3 separate regions of the Pan troglodytes genome follow, and all the other regions are linked to region 1. A link is a contact called in public Hi-C and HiChIP or PLAC-seq data. All regions are on one chromosome and are shown on one strand. Each heading gives the region's core, a stretch centred on a gene start, on an enhancer-like site or on the middle of the called end of the contact. The rest is flanking DNA. Distances are from core to core; before and after follow the strand shown.

What was found. A called contact is a pair of places that touch in the nucleus more often than the background predicts. HiChIP or PLAC-seq counts read pairs in DNA pulled down with a chosen protein or histone mark.
Region 2: a Hi-C map of induced pluripotent stem cells shows a contact between it and region 1, with 4 times the contacts expected there. The contact joins the promoter of PTGES here to the promoter of ASB6 in region 1. A contact is called at or near these places in 4 of 7 Hi-C or Micro-C datasets (blood, induced pluripotent stem cells and stem cell-derived neural progenitor cells), 1 of 1 datasets of contacts at active chromatin or transcription factors (stem cell-derived excitatory neurons) and 1 of 1 other capture datasets (stem cell-derived neural stem cells).
Region 3: an H3K4me3 HiChIP or PLAC-seq map of stem cell-derived excitatory neurons shows a contact between it and region 1, with 8 times the contacts expected there. The contact joins the promoter of TOR1B here to the promoter of ASB6 in region 1. A contact is called at or near these places in 2 of 7 Hi-C or Micro-C datasets (induced pluripotent stem cells and stem cell-derived neural progenitor cells) and 1 of 1 datasets of contacts at active chromatin or transcription factors (stem cell-derived excitatory neurons).

What each region holds. Positions count from the first base shown.
Region 1 is chr11:8,811,811-8,816,089 of NHGRI_mPanTro3-v2.0_pri, forward strand. ASB6 (ankyrin repeat and SOCS box containing 6) reads left to right here and starts at 2,145. Exons shown (of 6, transcript XM_001163675.6): 1 at 2,145-2,712; 2 at 3,878-4,059. The coding sequence starts at 2,600.
Region 2 is chr11:8,676,386-8,680,559 of NHGRI_mPanTro3-v2.0_pri, forward strand. PTGES (prostaglandin E synthase) reads left to right here and starts at 2,252. Exons shown (of 4, transcript XM_009457489.5): 1 at 2,252-2,336. The coding sequence starts at 2,306.
Region 3 is chr11:8,650,275-8,654,821 of NHGRI_mPanTro3-v2.0_pri, forward strand. It overlaps TOR1B (torsin family 1 member B), which reads right to left and starts at 2,107. Exons shown (of 5, transcript XM_001164236.8): 1 at 1,823-2,107; 2 at 904-1,169. The coding sequence starts at 2,021.

The DNA.
Region 1 (4,279 bases), core at 895-3,394:
AGCCTGTCATTGGATCTGACAACAGCTTTAACAACCAGAGCCAGCAGTTACCAGCCGCTGCTGCCGCACCCTCAGCCTTGCCGGTTGAGGCTCGTTGCTGGACCTGGACATGCTTTGCGTTTTCTTGTACAGTTTGTTTTGCACATGGTAGAGGGCCTTACTCTGCCCATTTAAAAATGTTTCATCTGGCTGGGCGTGGTGGGCTCACGTCTGTAAGCTCAGTACTTTGGGAGGCTGAGGCGGGTGGATCACCTGAGGTCAGGAGTTCGAGAATAGCCTGGCCAACATGGTGAAACCCCGTCTCTACTAAAAATACAAAAATTAGCCTGGCGTGGTAGCGCATGCCTGTAATTCCAGCTACCTGGTAGGCTTGAACCCAGGGGTTGGAGGTTGCAGTGAGCCGAGATCCTGCCACTGCACTCCAGCTTAGGCAACAGAGTGAGACTCCGTCTGAAAAAAAAAAATAATAATAATAAATAAATAAATATAAAAATGTTTACTCTAAGACCCATCGGATTGTCTTGAAATGAGCCTTTAAATGTTTTTTTCCTGGGCTGGGCAACTCTCGCTGTCTGGCAGGTTCCAGGGAGAGGGGCCCAACTTGGCAGAGCAAGGCCCAGGAGGCCAACGCTGTGATGTGGACTGCTGGGGCGGGAAACCCCTCTTCATCGTCAGCTTCCCAGAAGCAAGAAGGCATCAAGGCCTCCCCCGCAGACTCCAGATGGGAGAGGAGGCTCAAATGCGTGGCCCAAGGGGAGGTGCCTCGACTCCAGAAAAGTGGTTTTTCCAAGGCAAGCTGGAAATGTCCATTTCCATGTGAGCAGAATTTCCCGATTTCACCCAGGGAGAAATTTCTTTCCTGCAGTGAGAACCAAGGCAGAAATGTGCTGGCAGCTGTGGACTCTGCGGCCTGGAGCTGCGTCTAGGAAGCCCAAGCTGGTGTTGTCCTAAAGGGGCTTAAACCCGGCTGCCCACTCCGCCCCTCCTTCCTGAACCAGAGGGTTTTGGCTCCTTCCCACTGAATTCCACTTCCACCAACAATTACAGTGCGCTGGCTCCAGCATCTCAGGTGAGTGTGATTATACTTTTTTTTTTTTTTTTTTGAGACAGAGTTTCGTTCTTATTGCCCAGGCTGGAGTGTGATGGTGCGATCTCCACTCACTGCAACCTCCGCCTCCCGGGTTCAAGCAATTCTCCTGCCTCAGCCTCCCAAGTAGCTGGGATTACAGGCGCCTGCCACCACGCCCGGGGAATTTTTGTATTTTTAGTAGAGACAGGGTTTCATCATATTGGCCAGGCCGGTCTGCAGCTTCGAACTTCTGACCTCAGGTGATCCACCTGCCTCGGCCTCTCAAAGTGCTGGGGATTCTACCCATTTTACAGATGGGGAAATCCAAGTTCAGAGACAGGCGGTAGCACACTCCTGTGTTCCCAGCTTCTCAGGAGGCTGAGGTGGGAGGATCACCTGAGCCCAGGGGTTCAAAGCTGCAGTGAGTCATGATCACTACACTACACTCCAGCCTGGGAGACAGAGTGAGACCCTGTCTCTAAAAAATACACAAGATTCGGGCTGGGCACCGTGGCTCATGCCTGTAATCCCAGCACTTTGGGAGGCCGAGGTGGGAGGATCACGAGGTCAGGAGTTCGAGACCAGCCTGGCCAATATGGTGAAACCCTGTCTCTACTAAAAATACAAGAATAAGCTGGGCGTGGTGGCCAGCGCCTGTAATCCCAGCTACTCGGGAGGCTGAGGCAGGAGAATCGCTTGAACCCGGGAGGCGGAGGTTGCAGTGAGCCGAGATCGTGCCATTGCACTCCAGCCTGGGCGACAGAGCGAGACTACGTCCCCCCAAAAAACAAAAACAACAACAACAAAAAACAAGATTCACTGAGTCCATCAAGGCAGAGGTGGAGAGGGCTAGCAGCCGTCCTGGCCAGGTGCTCCCCGGGACAGAGAATAAGAAACTGAGGAGGGGACGTGCGAGTACCCTGGTCCTCATCATTCCAGTCAGCGGGCCGGGTGGTGACAGAGGTGGCCCAGCCCCTCTTCACGGAAGGCGAGGGCCAGCCCGAACCGGAAGGGGCAGTGTCTGATGACCTCAGCTCTCAGGGGCGCCCAGGGCCAGTGGGGCAGCGGCAGGGCCGAGAGCACGACCGGCGGAACTCGGACGGCGCCCAGCGGTCGCGGGCGGGATCGCAGGGCGAAGCCGAGCCGGGCCGGGCCCTGGCAGGAAGGGGCGGACCCGCCTGAGTCTCGGATCTGGCTTGGCTCGATCCTCCACTCCCCGACTCCGCTGGGGCCGCCCACTGGACATCGTCCGAGTCGGCCTGGCGGTCGTGCCCCAGGACGCGCCGAGGTCCTCCGAGCCCGCAGGGGGCGCTGTCGCCATGTGGCCCACCCTGAGTCGGCGCGGGCAGGAAGTACGAGGGTCACTTCCGGCGGGGGCGCGGCTTGGACTGAGGAGCGGACCCGGCCGGGCGCAGGGGCTGGACTGGCGGAGCAGGTGGGGTCCGCGGCCGCCGGAGCGTTCCGGTCGGCGTCTGGGCATCTCGGCCTCGGCAGAAAGCGCGACCGCCCTGCTGCGCGGGGCCCACGGCGATGCCGTTCCTGCACGGCTTCCGGAGGATCATTTTCGAGTACCAGCCGCTGGTGGATGCGATTCTGGGCTCCCTGGGGATCCAGGACCCCGAGCGGCAGGAGTCTCTGGACCGGTAACTCACCCCCTCCCGTGAGCTGGCCGAGGCCGCTCCGACCCCGCAGCGTCCCACTTTATCACCACAAGCCGGGCGGGGTGGATGCGTCCCCCTTGACAGAGGAAGGGACGGGCGGAAGCCGGGGTTGCGTGGCTCGGAGTGCTCGCTGCCCCGCGCGGATCCCACTCCTGCCCCTTGCATGGCGGAGACGAAGGGCGAGGAGGGCCCGAGGGCGGAGGCCCGCGGGTTGTCGCAGGGCCTGCGCCTCAGCCCCACCCTGTCGCCTGCCTGTCCTGTGCCACCCCCCCGGCGTGGCAGAGGAGCAGGGTGGAATCCGTGAGGCCTCAGATGTTACCCCAGAGCAGTGTGAAGGTGGGCTTTTGTAGCAGAGTTTGCGTTTTTATAGACAAGAGCTGGTCTGTCGTGGACCTGCAGGAAAGGTGTCGGGAGCGAATCTGCATTCACTGCCCATGGTACTAGGCACTTGGGGTCCATCAGTGGCTCAGCAAAACCCCCGCCTTCTTGGCGCGTGTGCTCCAGAGGAGAGACTGACAAGTAATTGTACGGCGGCACGCGAGGTGGAAGGGAGGGGAGAGCAGAAGGAAGGGGCTCGGCTCAGGTGTTGAGGGGGTTGTCAGTTGGAATTTCCAACACGTGGTAATGATGAGTCTCGCCATCCAGGGACTCTGGTAGAAACGTAGGCTTTCTTCATCAATATCAGCTGAAGGTCTCAATGTGAGGGGAGGGAGGAGGCTGTGTTGCTGTCCTGGCTGCAGGTGTTGCCGGGGCTGGGGTCCTGCAGGTTTGAGGATGGAAGGGCTTTCTGAGGAAGAAGCATCAAAGTCGGGCTTGGGCTCTTGGCCTCCAGGCTGGTGGTCCCTTCAGTCCCAGCAGCCCAGCTGTGTGAGGCTTTGTACCTAAGTCTGCGACCAGACTCTGGGCAACGCGGGAGGAGAGCGCAGACAGACCCAGCCCATTCTCCGCAAATCCCAGTCTGCTCCCGTCTTAAGAGATGCAGCGTGGCCCTCTCTCTACTTCAGAGCTTCCCCCAAGCCCCTGTGACCCACAGAGCCAGGGCCCTGCTTGCTGATGATGATAGCAGGACTAAAGCCCACCAACCCACAGGCTGCGCGGTCACCCGGTCCCACAGCTGTGCCTACCCTCAGCCTCTCTCCTGTCCCAGGCCCAGTTATGTCGCCAGCGAGGAAAGCCGAATCCTTGTTCTCACTGAGCTGCTGGAGAGGAAAGCCCACTCTCCCTTTTACCAGGAAGGCGTGAGCAACGCCCTGCTCAAGATGGCTGAGCTGGGGCTGACGCGGGCGGCCGACGTTCTCTTGCGGCATGGGGCCAATCTCAACTTTGAAGGTCAGCGAGAGCCCCGGGGGTGGGCAGGTGGCTTAAACGCGGCCCGACGCTGGGTGGGCGCCCATGTCCCCAGCCTTGGCTTCTACCATTCTCTGAGGAGTGACTTCCCCCCCTTTATTTCCTGGGTGGCTGCAACTAAGGAAACTCCCATTGGGTGGCCTCCCACCCCCTGCGGGTTTTCACATGGCTCTTCCCACCTCTGTTCCAAGAGCGAGTGTTG
Region 2 (4,174 bases), core at 1,002-3,501, 140 kb before region 1:
CTTTGTCTTTTCCCTGGCGCCTGGTGGCAGGCGCCTGTAATCCTAGCTACTTGGGAGGCTGAAGCAGGCGAACTGCTTGAACCCAGGAGGTGGAGGTTGCAGTGAGCTGAGATCGCACCACTGCACTCCAGCCGGGTGACAAGAGCAAAACTCCATCTCAATAAATAAATACATACATACATACATACATACATACATACATACATGTATACATACATACTATTGGAATCTAGCATGGAGGTTGCCACCCCCTTTTGCTGGTGTGGGGTGCAGTTCTGAGAGGCAGGGCAGACACCCATTGGGGCCTTTTGCTAAGGACCGAATTGTGTCCCCCTAGAATTTGTGCGTCAAACTCCAAATCCCCAATGTGATGGCGTTGGAGATTGGGGCCTTTCGGAGGTGATTAGGGTTTGATAAGGTCATGAGGGTGGGGCCCTCAAGATTGGATCAGTACCCTTATAAAAAGAGACACCAGGGAACTTCCTTCCACTCTCTCTCACCATGTAAGGACACAGTGAGAAGGCACCTGGATCTTGGACTTCCCAGTCTCCACAAACATAAGAAATAAATTCCTGTTGTTTAAGCACCCAATCTGTGGCATTTTATTTATTTATTTATTTATTTTAGAGCCAAGGTCTTGTTTTGTCACCTGGGCTGGAGTGCAGTGGTACCATCATGGCTCCCTGCAGCCTCAAACGGCTGGGCTCAGGGCATCCTCCTGCTTCAGCATCCCAAGTGGCTGGGACTACAGGTGCATGCCACCACGCTTAGCTATTTTTTTTTTTTAGGATGGGGTCTTGCTATGTTGTCCAGGCTGGTCCTGAACTCCTGGGTTCAAGTGATCCTTCTGCCTCAGGCTTCCGAAGTGCTGAGATTACAGGTGTGAGTCATCACACCTGGCAATGGCATTTTATTATGGCAGCCTGAGCTGACTAAGGTAGACAGCAGGGAAAGAAGCTTCCATGCATTCCTCTTTGGGGAATCTGAACTTTCCAAGGCCTGCCTCCCTCCTCTGCAGGACGCTGAAACATGTTCAGTGATAGGTGGGCCTGAGGCTGTGCATCCCATGTCCCCAGAGCCTCTCTGTTGCTAGAAAATGTTCTTTCTTTCCTTGTGATTAAGGAGAAATCTGCCTTCCTGGGCCTCTCCACCCCTGGGGCCTGTCTCTACTACTCTACTATTTGGGTTTCTAGAACCCTCCCATCTCCTTTGGAGACATCCTCTTTCTTTTCTTTTCTTTTCTTTTTTTTTTTGAGACAGATTCTTGCTCTGTCACCCAGGCTGGAGTGCAGTGGCACGATCTCAGCTCACTGCAACCTCCGCCTCCCAGGTTCAAGCGATTCTCCTGCCTCAGCCTCCTGAGTAGCTGGGATTACAGGTGCCGGCCACCACGCCCAGCTAATTTTTTGTATTTTTAGTAGAGATGGGGTTTCACCATGTTGGCCAAGCTGGTCTCTAACTCCTGACCTCATGTGATCCTCCCGCCTAGGCCTCCGAAAGTGCTGGGATTACAGGCGTGAGCCACCTCGCCCAGCCTCAGCCTTTCTCCTAATCATCACCTTGCCCTGGGTGGGTCCTAACTGCTGGGAGCCCCCAGCAAGCCTCATCTTAACAAGCCAGAGCCATAGCCCCGATGAGGGGATGGGGGAATGACAGGAAGTCACTGGGCCATGGTTGCAAAGGTGGCGAATGGCAGAGGAGCTGGGACACAGCCACAGGGTGTCTGACCGTGATTTTAACTGCTCTTCCATGCCTCCATGAATGAATGAATGAAGGAACACATGTTCTACTACCAGACTTTGTTTTTCAGAAATATAGCAACCCTTTGGAAAAATCACAGGTCCTGTCACTAACAAGTTGAATTTAGTTATCAAGTCACTTTCTTGGTTAGAGAAGAGGAAAGGGGAGGAGGAGATGGGAAGAGGAGGAGGGAGGAGGGAGGATGAAGCAGCTCTGACGGGACCCAGTAGTGCAAGGCAGAGGGTGTCTCTGGAGGAAGCTTCCCTTCACTGTGGCAATTTCCTGAGGCTTGGTCTTGGCTTCTCGCAGCAAACAGGGTCTTCATCTGCCCAGCATCTGAACCCTAACCGCAGAGGGTTGAGAGACAGAGGAGGGGGCCCCCACAGGGCCTGTGGTTTGAGTGAGGAAAGCAATTGTGTAAAAGTGGAGAGCCTTTCCGCAGCCCAGGGCCAGTCCCTGCCTGAGTCATGCTAGAGAGAGAGGGAGGAGCAGGCAGGATCCTGGAGCTCCCTGGATTTCAAGCTGGCCGTGGCCTCCCGGGTGACGTCACTGCGGTCATTGCCTGATGAGCTCAGGCAGAGGCGCCTGGGGACGGGGTAAGTGGTGAGAGGGAGGGCCACGGCTGTCTTGGGTGAACCCCAGGCTCCAGTTGGAGACTCTGCTGTGGCAAGAGATCCACCCCACCCCCGGGCGCCATCTGGGGACACTCCGGTGTCCCATTCCAATGGCTGTTCTGCCAGGGCCTCACCCTGGCTCTTGGTCTTAGGACTGCTGTGTTTGCCTGCCTAGGTGTGCGGGTCAATCTGTGCAGAGCTGGGGAGCAAGTGATCACTGGGAGCAAAGACAGCTTTCAGCCAGGAGGGAGAAGCATTTCTTCCCTCTAGGATAATGGCCAATTCAGAGGCCCTAGACCATGCTGTCCCCAGAGCCTGGGTGCATTGCTGATGACGAGATCCCAGCCGGGGGTCAGGCCTCCCAGGACTGTCAAGCTGGGCTGCTTGAGTCCCTGGCTCCAGGGGTGGGGGTGGGGCTGAATGGCAAGGGAGACAGCTGGTCCATTCCAGGCTCCAACCTCAGAACCCTCTGGGAGTAAGATTACCCAGCCCTGTGCTCTGGGCTGAGCAATCAACTATAGTGCACACGCTCCTTTACTGTGGTTCCGAGATAGTTAATTGGAATCTGGATACTCTGGGTAAAGTCAGAACATCCAGCTGGGCCCAGCATGGGAGATCAGCTTGATGAGTCTCCCGCACCCTATTCTGGGCATCAGCAGAGTCAGTTCTCTGAAGAGTCTTTTTCATATATATCACATAGATAGAGAGATAGGCAGGTTGGTAGGTAGGTAGATAGGTCAATAGGTAGGTAGGTAGTTAGACATAGGTATCTATCTATCTATCTATCTATCTATCTATCTATCTATCTATCTATCTTACTGTAGTTTAGCACAGACATTGGTTAAGTCATGTCACTCCTCTGAACCTCAATTTTCTCATCTCTAAAATGGGGATATTAGGCCGGGCGAGGTAGCTCACGCCTGTAATCCCAGCACTTTGGGAGGCCAAGGCAGGTGGATCACCTGAGGTCAGGAGTTCAAAACCAGCCTGGCAAACATGGTGAAACCCTGTCTCTACTAAAAAATACTAAAAAATTAGCCAGGTGTGGTGGCACGCACCTGAAGTCCCGGCTACTCGGGAGGCTGAGGCAGGAGAATTGCTTGAGACTGGGAGGCAGAGGTTGCAGTGAGCCAAGATCACACCATTGCACTCCAGCCTGGGTGACAGAGCAAGACTCTGCCTCTAAAAAATATAAAATAAAATAAAATAAGATAGAGATAATAATAGACCCACCTCCTAGGATTGCTACATGAGGACAATGAACTGATCTACATAAAGCACCAAGCATAGTGTCTGGCAGGTAAAGTTGGCCAGTAATGTCATCAACATTGTTATATAATAATAATTATTGTCATTAATTTTATTGCCCAATTGGCGTCCCAGCCTGAGCTGAAGCTCTGTCTCTTGGCCACCCTGTCCAGGAGGTATGAGCCTGTTTTCTTGGGCCAGATCTTCTGCTTGGCTTGAAGCCAAAGTGTGACTTCCCAACCTCTGCATGCAGCCCCCTCCCCAGGGTGCTGGTTGGTCTCTCCTCTCAGCTGCTGCAGCAATGTGCTTCACAGTGACAACACACCCACAGCTCCAGTGGCAGTTGATGCGTCCTTGTGGCCAGAATCATGCCTGGCAGGACGCATGTGGCAAAGGGCTTGTCTGGGTCGGTGCTATGCTCTCTGTGCCAGGGAAAATCCAGCTCTTGGAGGGGGTGAGAGCAGGGAGGCCTTCGTGGTGGTGGAGTTAGGGGATGGGAGAGACAGGGAAGCAATGAGGGGCTTGCACAGAAAATATCATTTTACCCTAAGTACCCAGATGACAAGTGAGAC
Region 3 (4,547 bases), core at 857-3,356, 160 kb before region 1:
CTCCCGACCTCAGGTGATCTGCCCGCCTTGGCGGATCCCAAAGTGCTAGGATTACAGGCGTGAGCCACTGCACCTGGCCCTGACTACATCCCCCCCCTTTTTTTTTTTTTGAGACACAGTCTCACTGTGTCGCCCAGGCTGGAGTGCAGTGGCGCGATCTCGGCTCACTGCAAGCTCCGCCTCCCAGGTTCACGCCATTCTCCTGCCTCAGCCTCCCGAGTAGCTGGGACAACAGGCGCCCGCCACCATGCCCGGCTAATTTTTTGTATTTTTAGTAGAGACGGGGTCTCACTGTGTTAGCCAGGATGGTCTCGATCTCCTGACCTCGTGATCCGCCCCCCTCGGCCTCCGAAAGTGCTGGGATTACAGGCGTGAGCCACTGCGCCTGGCCTTTTTTTTTTTTTTGAGACCGAGTACAGTGGCGCGATCTCAGCTCACTGCAACCTCTGCCACCCAGGTTCAAGCGATTCTCCTGCCTCAGCCTCCCAAGTAGCTGGGATTACAGGTGCGTGCCACCGTGCCCAGGTAATTTTTGTACTTTTAGGTAGAGATGGGGTTTCACCATGTTGGCCAGGCTGGTCTCAAACTCCTGGCCTCAAATGATCTGCCCGCCTCGGCTTCCCCAAAGTGCTGGGATTACAGGCGTGAGCCACGGCGCCAGGCCCTTGGCTCCCCATCTTTTAATGGAAATAACATCCCCTACCCCACTGGACTGTTTTGGAACCAAGTAAGAGAAATGCTGTAGGAGAGCTTTGTAACTACCTGGACTAAGTGTGCCTTAACTCAGTGGAGCCGGGGGCTACAGCAACACAAAGGAAAGAGAAGCAGAGGCCAGAGTTAGTGAGCAGGTCACCCGGACCAGTCCGACTGGCCTGCGGACGAGATAATAGCGGGTTCTCTTGCCTGGTACAGTTTTATCTTCTGCTCATGAGGGAAGTGCAGAGTCGATACAAACAGGTGGACAAAGTTACTCTTCAGACCTTTTGGGTGAAGATTTTCAGCCACAATTTGACTGACAAAATTCTTGCCTGTGCCAGCCCAGCCGTGTAAGGAAAGGGTCAGTGGTTTCTTGGGATTTTTGTTGTTCCTGAAGCCAGTCAGCGCCTTGAAAATCACTTCCGTGGCTAGATGCTGTCCAAACAGCTTCTCCTCCAAATCCAGCTTGAGAGCTGCAAGAACAGCCCCAGAACAAAGAGAGAAACAGACCTTAAAAATGCATCAGCAACGCAGCACTTTCTTAGCTAGCCAAAGCAAGAAGCACAGATTATCCAGGGACACAGCAGGGTGTCTGCCAAACCCTAGGGCCGAGGCAGTCAAACGATGCCACTTTCAAGAGTATGTGGAGGTCCTTAACGCTTCGGGGTCTGATAAGGAAGCTAAATGTTCATTCATTCAGAGATGAACCATCGCTTGACTGAGCGCTTGCTAATCCCAGCCACCCCTGCTGACCTGCAGGAAAACCAGGGGCCAAATGTGGGCTTTCTGGGCGACGCAGCACGTCTGAAAGCTACTTAATAGGGTTGGCAGGGCGCAGAAGGGCCGCCCACCTACTTTCCGTTTCTTCCGCCTGTGATCCCCAGGAACGGGAGCTTTAGAAAGGCGCTGGGGCAGCCCCACGATCTGGAGACTGTTTGCGAAGGCACCGCTTCTGCGTTCCCGCGAACGGTTCCGGGGTCGCCCCATCCGCTCCCCGCCCACCCCAGCTGGGACCACTGCCGTCTAGATGCCACGGGCCCGGTCCGTGCCAGGCGCCCACGAGGCCGTCCCTCCGCGCCCCCGCGCCCCCCGCAGCGCCGACCCACAGCTCGCGCGCGCGCCGTACCCGAAGCGTTGAGCGGCCGATCCTCGCGGCAGCACTCGGCGAAGCGGCAGTAGATGTCATTGTAGGACAGGTAGCCGGTGATGGCCGACGCGGCCCCGATGGCTAGGCCCACGGTGATGGGCTCGAACGCCGCCACCACTCGGGCCGCCAGCAGCAGCGCCAGCGCCGCGGCACCCCGGAGCCACCCAGCCCGCAACATCCCGCTCCTCGAAGCCCGCAGAAGCCACTGAGCCAGGCGCCCCGCGGCCAAGCGGCAGGACGGACTTCCGTCCGTGCGTCACTTCCGCCCCGCAGACCCGCCCACTCCCTTGGGGGCGGCCATGTTGGTGAGGGGCGGAGAGCAGGGCGGTGCCATCGTTCTTGTGAGTGGTCCGAAGGTGTAGGAGACTGTTTTGTTTCCCTTTTCTTTTAAAAAAATTTTTTCGGGCCGGGCGCAGTGGCTCACGCCTGTAATCCCAGGACTTTGGGAGGCCGAGCCAAGATCACGCCATTGCACTCCAGCCTGGGCAACAAGAGTGAAAAAATATCTCAAAAAAAAAAAAAAAAATTTTTTTTTTTTTGGCCGGGCGCCGTGGCTCACGCCTGTAATCCCAGCACTTTGGGAAGCTGAAGCCGGCGGATCACCTGATGTCAGGAGTTCGAGACCAGCCTGCTCAACGTGGCGAAACCCCGTCTCTACTAAAAATACAAAAAATTAGACGGGTGTGGTGGCGGGCGCCTGTAATCCCAGCTACTCGGGAGGTTGAGGCAGGAGAATCTCTTGAACCCAGGAGGTGGAGGTTGCAGTTAGCCGAGATCGTGCCACTGCACTCCAACCTGGGCGACAAGAGCGAAACTGTCTCAAAAAAAAAAAAAGGCTGGCCGGGCGCGGCGGCTCACGCCTGTAATCCCAGCACTTTGGGAGGCCGAGGCAGGCGGATCACGAGGTCAGGAGATCAAGACCATCCTGGCTAACACAGTGAAATCCCATCACTACGAAAAATACAAAAAATCAGCCGGGCAAGGTGGCGGGCGCCTGTAGTCCCAGCTACTCGGGAGGCTGAGGCAGGAGAATGGCGTGAACCTGGGAGGCGGAGCTTGCAGTGAGCCGAGATCGTGCCACTGCACTCCAGCCTGGACGACAGAGCGAGACTCCGTCTCAAAAAAAAAAAAAAAAAGCCAAAAAAAATTTTTTTTTAACTTTCTTATATTTTTTTCTTATCTAATATGTATATTGGGGACAGGGTCTGGCTCTGTCGCCCAGGCTGGAGCGCAGTGGCAGGATCTCGGCTCGCTGCAAACTCTTCCTCCCAGGTTCAAGCGATTCTCCCATCTCAGCTGCTGGAGTAGCTGGGATTATAGGTGCCCGCCAACACGCCCAGCCAAGTTTTGTGTTTTTAGTAGAGACGGGGTTTCGCCATGTGGCCCAAGCTGGTCTCGAACTCCTGACCTCAAGCGATCTACCTGCCTCCGTCTTCCAAAGCCTGGGGTTACAGGAGTGGGCTTATGGCTGGATTTGTTTTCTTCAGAGCTTCTCGGAGCCCTCAAGCTTTGCTTTGTTATCCCTCCCTTCACTTCGCCGGAGGTATAATGTGCGTTTCTTGGGTCGGCCCACCCGCCTGCCTTCTTCCTGAAACAGTTGCGAACTCTCCGTGCTGCGCCCTAGACTGAGCACTGGGGATGCAGCGGCCCCAAGACAGACCTGCCCAGGCTTCCACACTGAAACCCCGAGGTCCATTCTTTCATTCAGCACGCTAGGTGGCAGGCCCCTTGCTGGATGCCAGGAACGACAGCAGAGGAGGGGACGGAGTTGGCTGGCCCCTGCCCTCTCAGAGCTGACGGTCTATGGGGGAGGCCGACAAAGGGGTGAGACTCAATGCTGAGTGGGCAGAGAAGTATAGGACAGTGGTACAGGGAAGGCTTTTGTCTAAGCTGGGCACTGAGGGAGTTAGGCCAGGCAAAAAATGAGTAGAGTGTTTTAGGCAGAAAACAACAGTCAGTTTGGAGAACTGAAAGGATTCCACATGGCGGAAGGTGGTGAGAGATAGGGATGAAGAATCAGGCAGAGACTGGAAGGTGAAGTCCTTGCGAATGTTGTAAGGAGTTTGGCCTCTGTTCTGGGGGGTAATAGGGAGCCACAGAGGGTTTTACACAGGAAGCAACATGGTCAGATCAGAGATCATTCTGGCTGCTGGGTTCACAAGAAATGGAAGGCAGAGAGCCAGTGAAGAGGCTGTTGCCGTGGTCCAGGTAACTAGTCAGGGAGATAGATGAGCAAGCAGGCAGCTTATGTCCAGGGTGGGCCAAGGCTGTAATGCAGGATGCACAGAGGCCTGTGGGTGGGGAGGGATCTTCTCCTCCCTATCTCAGTTGCGATCTAAAGAATGAATGGAAGGGCCAGACGCACTGGCTCCTGCCTGTAATCCCAGGACTTTGGGAGGCCGAGGCAGGCAGATCACCTGAGGTCAGGAGTTCGAGACCAGCCTGGCCAACATGGTGAAATCCCGTCTCTACAAAAAATACAAAAATTAGCCAGGTGTGGTGGTGCGCGCCTGTAATCCCAGGTACTCGGGAGGCTGAGACAGGAAAATGGCTTGAACCCAGGAGGCAGAGGTTGCAGTGAGCCAAGATTGCGCCACTGCATTCCAGCCTGGGCGACAGAGCAAGACTCCGTCTCAAAAAAAAAGAAAAAAAAAAAAGAATAGAAGTTGGCCGTGGGAAGTGGCTTAAACTTTTTTTTTTTTTT